Regions from separate parts of the Mus musculus genome. Here region 1 is linked to region 2. The links are chromatin contacts, called in public Hi-C maps. All regions are on one chromosome and are shown on one strand. The core of a region is the stretch at or near the end of the contact, and the rest is flanking DNA. Distances in the headings are between cores, read along the strand shown.

Region 1 (5,120 bases), core at 767-3,266, 72 kb before region 2:
GGGAAACTCTGATGCCCTCAGGAAAGGTATGTTGATGAAAACCACTTATTAATTTTCTCTTTCTCTTTTCAGTAATTTATTTATTTTATATGTATGGGTATTCTTGTCTATAAAAATTGTTCTCTCTCTGTCTCTCTCTCTCTTTTTCTATCTTCCTGTCTCTCTGTTTCTGTATTCCTCTCTCTCTCTCTCTTGTGTGTGTGTGTGTGTGTGTGTGTGTGTGTGTGTGTGTGTGTGTGATGTATCTGGGGCCTAGGGAGTTCATAAGAGGACATTCAACCCCAGGATTGGAATTACAAATGGCCATGAGTCACCTTGGGCGTACTAGGCACCATACCTGAGTCCTGTGCAAAGAAAACAAGTACTTTTAAACTTGGAGCTGTCTCTCCAGCTCACTTATTAAGTTCCTATTGAAAGATACTCAGTTTTTATGGGTGACACCATTTCTTATTCTCCAGTAAGAGAATATTATTATTACACTTGTTTAATAATGTATCTAAATAACTGAATTTCTTCTAGACCAAAGACAGACAATGCTTGGGTGTTTGCAAAGCCCAATGCCATCCAGGCTATTGGGGTGATGTCTTTTGGTGAGTACCTGGTTTCAAAACTCTTTGTCAATATGACACATCTGCTCTGTGAAGAGGTTCTGGTCCATGTATAGAGGGTCTTCTACGTTTAGATTCCCCATTAACAGTACACAATCTAGTTCCTGTTGATATAAAATCAAGCTCAAGCCTTGCTCGTCCATTATTAAACTTTCTCATTTGTTACTAAATTTTGCTTCTAATTGGAGAACAGTGTTTCGATGCTGGACATTCATGACAGTAGTTAGCACTCAAGCATATCCCTGGCCAGCCCAAAGGGACCCCCATGACAATGGTAGCAATCAGGCACCTTCCTGGCCATCCCCAAGGGACTGGGCAACAAGTCATATCATCCCTGGCTGCTCAAAGGCAAAACAATTCCCATTGTTGCCCCTGTCACATGTCCTCCTGCGCATGTGTCATGGCCCCAATAAAAAGCCACTTTTTCCCCAACCCCAAACCACTTCATTTTCCTTCCTTCCTTTATGTTCTATCGCCCCTCTCTTTAATAAGCCCCACCCCCTCCACATGAGACCTGTTTCCCGGTGTGATTTTGTCAAACTTGTGTTAGTTCCACCAATGGTTAGTGTGTCTCCTAACTTGGAAGTCCAGTAAATGTCATAGACTTCTATAAAGTCTTGGCAGAAAGGATTTAGGATTTCGCTAGATATTTATAACTCCACTATGTCCCAGCTGCCAAATAAAGCAAGGTACAAATTTTCCTGAAGATAGGAAGAGGAAAAAATGGGAGAGTTGTTGGACAGGTCTGGTTTATGTTGAGAGTTACATGAAGTTACTAGGTAAGCCTTCTGTGAAGTTCCTTGTATGTAGGCCTTACGTTCTGGCTTACTTAGTGCTGTAAATTAATATATGTTCATTTGAGATATTAGATATTCTAAGGCAGTATACATCTCTCACCTTTTCAAAGTAGAAAACACAGTCCTGCTGTTTCCCGAGTAATGAGGTTTTCTTTTGTGTTCCAGCGTTCATTTGCCACCATAACTGCTTCCTAGTCTATGGTTCTCTCGAAGAGCCCACAGTAGCGAAGTGGCGCCGGATTATCCACACATCCATCTTGGTTTCTGTATTCATCTGTGTGCTCTTTGCAACGTGCGGGTACTTCACTTTTACTGGCTTCACTCAAGGTAACATGAGAGACTAAACCACAGCCCATCCTGGTGCAAGTGCACTGGTACCAGTCGATCCGTGTTCTGCCCGCTTCTGGAAAAGTTTTTCCAGGGGACTACCCCACCCCAGCCCTCTTCCACCCACACTCTCCGCTTTCTCCTCCTGCCTGTCTATCGTCTGCTCCACAATTTCTCTCTTCTTAACCTCTCAGATTTAGTTCTGTGATCCGTACTCTCTGCTCCCAGGCGCACTTGTTTGCTTGTTGCCAGACGTGAACTCTGGCTCCCCTCTGCTCTGTACTTTTCCTTTCCCGGGTACTAATAGCCTCCCAAAGTTGAAGCTGATAACCTTTCCGCCTTTGGTCTCTCTGAACCTTTCTGAGTCAGCTGTACTGAACTGCCTCCCACTTGAGGAAAGAATAACTGTACTGTTACCACTCTTCTTTTTCTGTGCTAATATTTTTGTTGTTGTTTTCGTCCTCAGACCTTTCTAATCTCCCACGCCACTCAGAGATTGGGGTCCTGCTTTTCCATTGACAAATAGTCTGCGTGATCTTCCCATTGCCCTTGAAGCCCAGGCCTGTAGGATGTTTCTGCTTAATTGTCTCATTCTGGATTAAATCAGCAGACATCACCTTTCCTATAAAGCCAGCCCTTTCCCTCCCTGCCGTCAAAGTGACTTCTCTTTTCTTGTATCTCGTGGTCCCAGTAACTACGTGGTCCCCGTTTTACTGCTTTTAACGCTTTCATCCAATCATTAAGGGTTTAGTACTCAGGGTAGCCTGACAGCAGCCAGATGCCATGATCCACATATCCCGCAGCTTTTGCAGGTCTAGGATCTCACTTGACCTTCCCACAACCCTTTGAATGTAAGTGGAATAACTAGTTCTACTTCCTGCTTACACAGAAATAGAAGTAACTTGCCCCAGCTGGCGGGTAGCAACCAGTACTCGTGTCTACTGATGCTCAAACTCAGATATTCTCCCCGCCCCTTCTCTGTCTGCCTCCCAAGTTTTGATCTGCACAGATCCTCTAGTAGTCTCTTAGTGTCCAGCTCTTCTTGGCTTAGTTTTCTGTGTCACTGTGGTACTCTTGGTATGCCTTGGTCTGAATACCTGTCATAGATCACCATGATTATACACATACATTTCTCAGAAAATAAGAAAGATTTTTTAAAAACTGAATGATTAATGTGATACCAATATAGTAATATGTATATATATATTATACACACATAGATAAATGTACATATACACACACATATACACACATATATACATATATATATACACACATATATATATATATACACACACACACACATACGTGTGTGTGTTCTACCTGCTCTAGGATAGTACAGTTAAAAGCAACCTTGAAAGTCTTGATAAGAACTGTTTCAAACACTGCCATTTACCAGTCACGATTACTACATAGTATACCAAGCTGAATGGCCTAAGGGTTCCTGATTGCATGGTAACCTTGGTTTGTAAATGTCTCTCTGTTTTTGCAAGTGACATCTTCATAGTGATTTTAGCATTGGTAATTGCCATGCTGTAGTACTTATAACAGCTGTATGTGGTCACTAACACCTGTAATTCCAACACAACACACAGGGAGTTAAGGCTGGAGATGTGTAGCCTGTGCTATAAAGTAGTGCTTTATCCTATAAAAAAAAAGTGTGACAGGGGCTCTTTAAGCTGAGTGTGGCCACATGTGCATGTATTTATTCTTGGGCATGAGGAAGAGACAGTAAGATCACTTGGGATTCCTGGCTGCCAGCATAGCTTCAGTGAGAAATTCTATCTCAAAAATAATAAGGCAGAACATGATTTGCAGTATACCTGGTGTTCTCTGGCCTCCACAGTCCATGCACAAACCCACACACATATATGTATATACTACATATATTCATATACAAACACATACACTATTTCTCACACATATCTCCATATAAAAAAGGCTGACCAATCTTTGATGTCATAGTTTTTGCCCTTGTTTTTGTTTTTTCTTCACTATAATTCCCTGACACACTTATACTCAGGCTGAAATCAGCCAGCATTGCTTCTTTAGCTCATTTTACTTTAGGTCAATTTTTGCGTGATCCCACTGTGAGCCTTGAGATTGTGTTGTTTACTGGAAAAATTTGTTTCTAGTTGTGGTGTGGCTCAGCCCTTGGCACATACCTTTAATCCCTCTGGCTGGAATACAGACATGCCCTTAGTACACCATTAACCCTAGACAATGAAGATAAAGTTAGTCTGTAGAAGGAAGCATCCATGTTTGAAAGTGATGTCTAATTGAGTGGCAGACATAATGATAAATCAGAGAAAGATTTGACAGAATAGGGTATGCTCAATTCTCACCAGGAGAGGAAAGGAAAACTAAGAGAGAGCAGTGTAGAAAAGGAGAGAAGGCAGTTTTACAGGGACAGTTGTACAGAGACAGGTTGTAGAGAAAGAATAAGCCAGACACAAGTGAAAACAGAACAAGTCGGAGGATGATAATGAGCCAAAAGATTAGAATATATTGACAAAGTTAGTATGAGGCCAAGCAGAGCAATTCAAGGGCAGCCAAGAGGACCCAGATTGAGTCAGTCAGCTTGGAGAGGAGTTTGAGCTGAGTTGAATCAGCCAGCCAGAGATCAGAAAGAATTAGGATGGGGTAATTATATTCAGCAGCAACTCTCAGAGGCTGAAAACATTCCAGGCCTAGATAAGATTGTACAGTCTTCCAGAACTAGGTCTAAGTTAGCAGACTGAGGTTGTAAGCCTTGGAGACAATTACATCTGGTGAATAAAATATATTTTTACAGTCGATCTGGTCTTGTTTGTGTAAGCTACACACTTCATTGTTATTTAGGAAAATGTAAGCCCGTAAGGTCGTGGGAAATCTAGAGTCCTGTTGCTATGCCCTAGGACTTCAGAGAAGATGCAGGACCTAGTTATTAGTGGTTACTGATGGGAACCTTTGTTCTTGGGTTTCTCACAATGTTGACTCCTCAGTCAACACTGAAGCTTGGTGTCTGCCACTACTGCTTTGTGCTGTCATCTTTTTCTGACCAGAAGGGGGAGCAGAAGGGTAACACACATCTGGTGTCATTGGTGGAGGGGAAGAACATGGCCACTTAAAGCATGTCTCAAAAGGAGGGTGTGCAACTCCTCACTCTTTAATAAAAACAAGCTCCTCTGAAACAGTGTCATAAAGCGTGTGGCTTCCGTCTGATTTTCTAATTGGTTTAATTCAAAAAAGGCAACTGCTGTGTGCACATTTAACCATGTTATGTTCAGGAAATAAAGAGGCCCGAATGCTGTGTTCAGCAAGTATGTGCTGGCATATGATCTGAGAATAGAGTCCTGCCTTTCTTCATAGACTTCTGAAAACAAACGGAGTCTCCATAAGAACTAGC
Region 2 (5,054 bases), core at 281-2,780:
GCCTGGGTGAAGATACAGCAATGCCTCAAATAGTTCCACTGTGGGTATCCAAAAAATCACACCCAGGAGTTCAAGAAACAGACCCAAAATGCCAGAGACAGGAAAGTATAAAGGGGGCTTCTTCCTGCTTCCCTTTGACCTATAGAGCACACAGCACACAGGTATAGATATATGACAGCTGGAACTTTAATAGACTACCCCAGGAACCAGGGAGGACTGACTTCCAGTAACAGAATCCCATGTGACTCAAGATACAGTGACTCAGTAAAGTTGCTATCAAAGTGGATTTTTCTATTTTTTCTTTTTTCTCTCTTCTTTTCTTTCATTCTTCCTTCCTTCCTTTCTTTTTCTTTTTTCTTTTCCTTTCTTTTTCATTTCTTTTTTTTTCTTTTTTTTTTTTTGTGGGGCGTGAGAGGTAGCTTGGTTAATGCCTTTCTGGGGACCTGGATGGATCAATCATTTCACTCCCAGTGTGGATGGACACTTTCATGATGTGTTTTGCAAAAATGATTTAGTATAAATTTCTATATGGTATGCCCTACCACGGCAATAACAAATACATGTTAAATACTGGCTTTAGTTATTTTTTGAATGCAAAAATTAATAGTTTAGGGTTTGATTTGGGGTATATTTTGTTGTTGTTATTATTGTTGTTGCTGCTGCTGCTGTTTGATAAGACAGGTGTACTCTGTAGCCCAGGCTGTCCTTGAAGTCCTTACATAGTACAGGCTAACCATAAACTTATGAGTCTTTTGACATAAACTCTGAATGCAGGGATTGTGAGCATGTGCCACCACACCTGATCCCAATAATAAATAAGGTTTACGATTCAAGAGAATTAGTAAGAATAAGAAAAGAATCAGCAAAAATGTATACATAACAAGAAAGAGAAATGAAGGCATTATAGTTAAGCTTGTGGTGAGATGGGCATGTGGAGCATGCATTAGATTCTTGCACTCAGGGGGCAGAGGCAGCTGGAGCTTTGTGAGTTCAAGGTCAGCCAGGTCTACACAGTGAGTTCTAGGACAGTGAAGGCAAAGTAGAGAGACCTTTTCTTAAAACAAACAAAACAAAACAAAACAAAACAAAACAGAACAACCAAACCAAACCAAACCAAAAAAAAAAAACCCCAAAAAACAAACAAACAAACAAACAAACAAAAAAAAAACAGAGAAGAACAAAACCCAAAACAAACAATGGCTTGAAAGAGCACCAGCTCAGGACAGAGAGATACACGCCGATCTAGGACAAACAGTGAGATCCTCTCTCAACTTCTTTTTCTTCTTCTTTTTGGCACTGGGAGAAGGAAGAAAATACTAATGAACACAGATTTCAATGTGAACTTTCAATTACTTAAACATTCAAGAGACATCTTACCATAGAAGAAAAAACAAAGTCAGAATAAAACTAGTGTAGGTTCAATAGTTATTAGAAACAAATGCCAAACCAGCCAGACGGTGGCGAATGCTTCTCATTCTAGCACTTGAGGGGTGGAGGCAGGAGGATTGTGAAACTGAGGTCAGCCTGGGCCACTTCGGAAGACCTTGTATTTACTTGTTTATTTTTAAAGTAAAACCAAACAGATACTAGGTGAAGCCATGAAAGTGAATGAGCTTCCTCAAATACCAAAATATCCAGGTTAATCCCATGCTGGGGAAAAAAATATTAACTCAGCAAATACAGTTCGTTCACTTAGAAGTAATTCTCTAACAACTGCCTATCAAACGCACCATGGAAGCACTATAAATAAAACCTGGCTGGATAAAGAGTATAACAAATAATAATTATTATCATCACTATTTACAGTGCTGAGGGCGGAGCCAGGACTCTCTAGCACACCAGCCAAGTCCCGTGCCAGAGAGATTTAGGCTTTTCCTTATTAGTAACGAAACATGTCATTATCTGCCAAAGGCTCATCAGCACCAGGAACATAGGTTTGTTTTCACCGTCGTGGTCACAGGAGGATTTGTTGGGTGTTTGGTTCTCAGCTCTGGTATTCCTAAGGTCCTATACTCTGCTCTGGAAGGTCATGCCCCTGAGAGAATTAACTGGACATATATAAGAAAATGGAAGGTGTAGATATCGGTACATTGAGTTGAAATGACCCAGGTCCTTTGATTGGTCCCAAAACTGAGACAAAGGCTCAAATTGTGAAATGCATTCGAGTGGCAGAAGCCTGGGTATGGGCAAGAATGATTAGAACAGCAGGCTCGCTTACAATGATGGAGGGAGGACCTGAGAATCCTTCCTGGCTTCATACAGAGAAACACCGAGGACTATAGCAGAATGAGCCTGCGCAGAAACACTGACAACTACAGCACAACGAGCCTGCGCAGAAGGTGCCACTCACCCTAGCAAGCCAAGGGCCAGTTCCCATCTAATTTCCTTACAAAACACATGTGTTTTACTCTGGCTAGAGGAAGATGGTGTAGCCTATGATGTCTTTGTGACTGTACTCCGGCCTCGTGGCTCAGGGAAGCGGGGAGTACAGGTTCAGGTTGATTCATAAAAGTCAAAGAAGAAAAGGCAGATTTTTGCGGTGGTGGTGGGAGAGGACAATGCATACCAATTATATAACGTGGCTTAAGATGCAGTCCATTCTATGAAGCACAGTGTCTATATAAAAGTGTCTGTTTGGACAGGCTTGGCATGTTACACACCATGCACGGACTACTAAAGCAGAAGGATGCCATTGCCCAGGATTAGGATATCCAACAGCAGAAACATCTGTGCACTTGTAGATATATTTACGTTTCAGAGAGGCATCTGTTTTTACAGTGTGCTCGACTTCTGGCTCTCTTGACAACAGTGACGTTAAGAGACAACAGAGAATTGTTACTGTGAGTTGAAAAGGTTTGATTATGCTTAGGCCAAGGAGTGGCGTTGTTAGGAGGTGTGGCCTTGTTGAAGTGGGTGTGGCCTTGTTGGAGGAAGTGCACTGTCGGCCTGGGCTTTAAGACCCACATCCTAGCTGCCTTGGAAGCCAGTTTTCTACTAGCAGCCTACAGATGAAGATGTAGAACTCTCAGTTCCTCCTGCACCATGCCTGCCTGGATGCTGCCATGCTCCCGCCTTGATGATAATGAACTGAACCTCTGAACCTGTAAGCCAGCCCCAATTAAATGTTGTCCTTATAAGAATTGCCTTGGTCATGGTGTCTCTTCACAGCAGTAAAACCCTAAGACAGAAATGGTCATGTTCTTTGTCATTTTGAAACACGTGTTGACTAAAAGCATAAATAAAAAGGACATCACCTTCCTAAACTGTACCATGCTCTGTGAACTACTTCATATTCGGGTGAAAAGTTTAGTTCCTTAAATAAGATTCTAAACTTTGACCAGAATCTCCTGTGTATCTCTACACTTGGGAATGATTAATCTGCCACGCAGTCCCTGAAGCAACAGGGTAAAGTGGTGAAAAAAAACTGAAGGAAACTCACCAAAGACTCTTTACAGTGACCCCAAAATAAAGGGACGTTCAGACTGAACTCTTCCTTTTTAAAATAATCTTCTTCTTCTTCTTCTTCTTCTTCTTCTTCTTCTTCTTCTTCTTCTTCTTCTTCTTCTTCTTCTTCTTTTCTTCTTCTTCCTCCTCCTCTTCCTCCTCTTCTTCTTCTTCTCTTCTTCTTCCCCCTCCTCCTCCTCTCCTTCTTCTTCTCTTCTTCTTCTTCCTCCTCCTCCTCCTCTTCTTCTTCTTCCTCCTCCTCCTCCTCCTCCTCTTTTTCTTCTTCTTTTCTTTTTCTTCTTCCTCCTCCTCCTCTTCTTCTCTTCTTCTTCTCTTCTTCTTCTTCCTCTTCCTCCTCCTCCTCCTCTTCTTCTTCTTTTCTTCTTCGTCTTCTTCTTTTCTTCTTCTTCTTCTTCTTCTTCTTCTTCTTCTTCTTCTTCTTCTTCTTCTTCTTCTTCTTCTTCTTCTTCTTCTTCTTCTTCTCCTTCTCCTCCTTCTCCTTCTCCTTCTCCTTCTCCTCCTCCTCCTCCTCCTCCTCTTCTTCTTCATTCTCCTCCTCTTCCTCCTTCTCCTTATTCTTCCTTCCTCTTTTAGGATTGAGACTAGCCAAGTATATAGCCAAGCTTATACTAGTCAAGTATTAAGCTGATGAGTAACATCTGAAGCCCCAGTTGAATATGTGTTTTCAAAACCACCATATAGGCCAGCAAGGTGGCTGAGTGTGTAAAGGCATTAGCTATCAGATCTGAAGACCTCAGTTCCTTCTCCAGGACCCAGATGGTGGAAGGTGAAAAATGTCCTCTGGTATTTTGGAATGTGCATCCCAACCCCATACATATTGTGCACACACACACACACACACAAACACAGATAAAAGTCAGTGTAATTTAAATGTTTTTAAATACCACATTTTTTAATTTATTTTTTTAATTACGTATTTTCTTCATTTACATTTCAAATGCTATCCCAAAAGTCCCCCAGACCCCCCCCCCCACCCCCTACTCCCACTTCTTGGCCCTGGCGTTCCCCCTGTACTGAGGCATATAAAGTTTGCAAGACCAAGGGACCTCTCTTCCCAATGATGTTCGACTAGGCCATCTTCTGATACATATGCCATACAAGACCTAAAAAGGGAAGTAGACACAAAAAAGAAAACCCAAAGTGAGGCAACGCTGGAGATAGAAACCCTAGGAAAGAAATCTGGAACCATAGATGTGAACATCAGCAACAGAATACAAGAGATGGAAGAGAGAATCTCAGGTGCAGAAGATTCCATGGAGAGCATTAGGGAATACCACATGTTTTAAATAATAGCATGGTGGCTCCCTTAGAGAATAATATGTAATGCAGAATAAATTCTCTATCTCCTACTCCCAACCCTTGGTTAAATGACACTGAACTGGAGTCATCTGGGGGAACAGAAGAGGAATGTACTGGAAGAATTGACTTCTCAAGGTCACAGAGATGACCTATTCTGCCTTAGGACACAAATACTTCTCTTACCAATAGCCTGACATGCAACTAAAGAGAAGGCACAGAGACCTCAGGGTGACCTAAGTACTGAGAGAATGCTTAGCTCCTGTTTGTATCAAGATTACTGCTAAACCTAC

What was found. A called contact is a pair of places that touch in the nucleus more often than the background predicts.
Region 1: a Hi-C map of liver shows a contact between it and region 2, with 2.7 times the contacts expected there. The contact joins two enhancer-like sites. A contact is called at or near these places in 8 of 484 Hi-C or Micro-C datasets (embryonic fibroblasts, liver, nephron progenitors and 1 more) and 3 of 115 datasets of contacts at active chromatin or transcription factors (CD8 T cells, astrocytes and hepatocytes).

What each region holds. Positions count from the first base shown.
Region 1 is chr2:65,331,202-65,336,321 of GRCm38.p6, reverse strand. Slc38a11 (solute carrier family 38, member 11) reads left to right here. Exons shown (of 12, transcript NM_177074.2): 8 at 520-590; 9 at 1,571-1,732. Among named protein-coding and RNA genes, the nearest start is that of Slc38a11, 30 kb to the left of the region's middle. Within about 2 kb of position 2,016, at least 21 of the 459 cell types and tissues checked have an H3K27ac peak or open chromatin away from gene starts, as enhancers often do. A contact at or near this core is called in hepatocytes and liver, where this site is marked.
Region 2 is chr2:65,258,902-65,263,955 of GRCm38.p6, reverse strand. No RefSeq gene overlaps it. Among named protein-coding and RNA genes, the nearest start is that of Cobll1, 23 kb to the right of the region's middle. Within about 2 kb of position 1,530, at least 7 of the 459 cell types and tissues checked have an H3K27ac peak or open chromatin away from gene starts, as enhancers often do. A contact at or near this core is called in hepatocytes and liver, where this site is marked.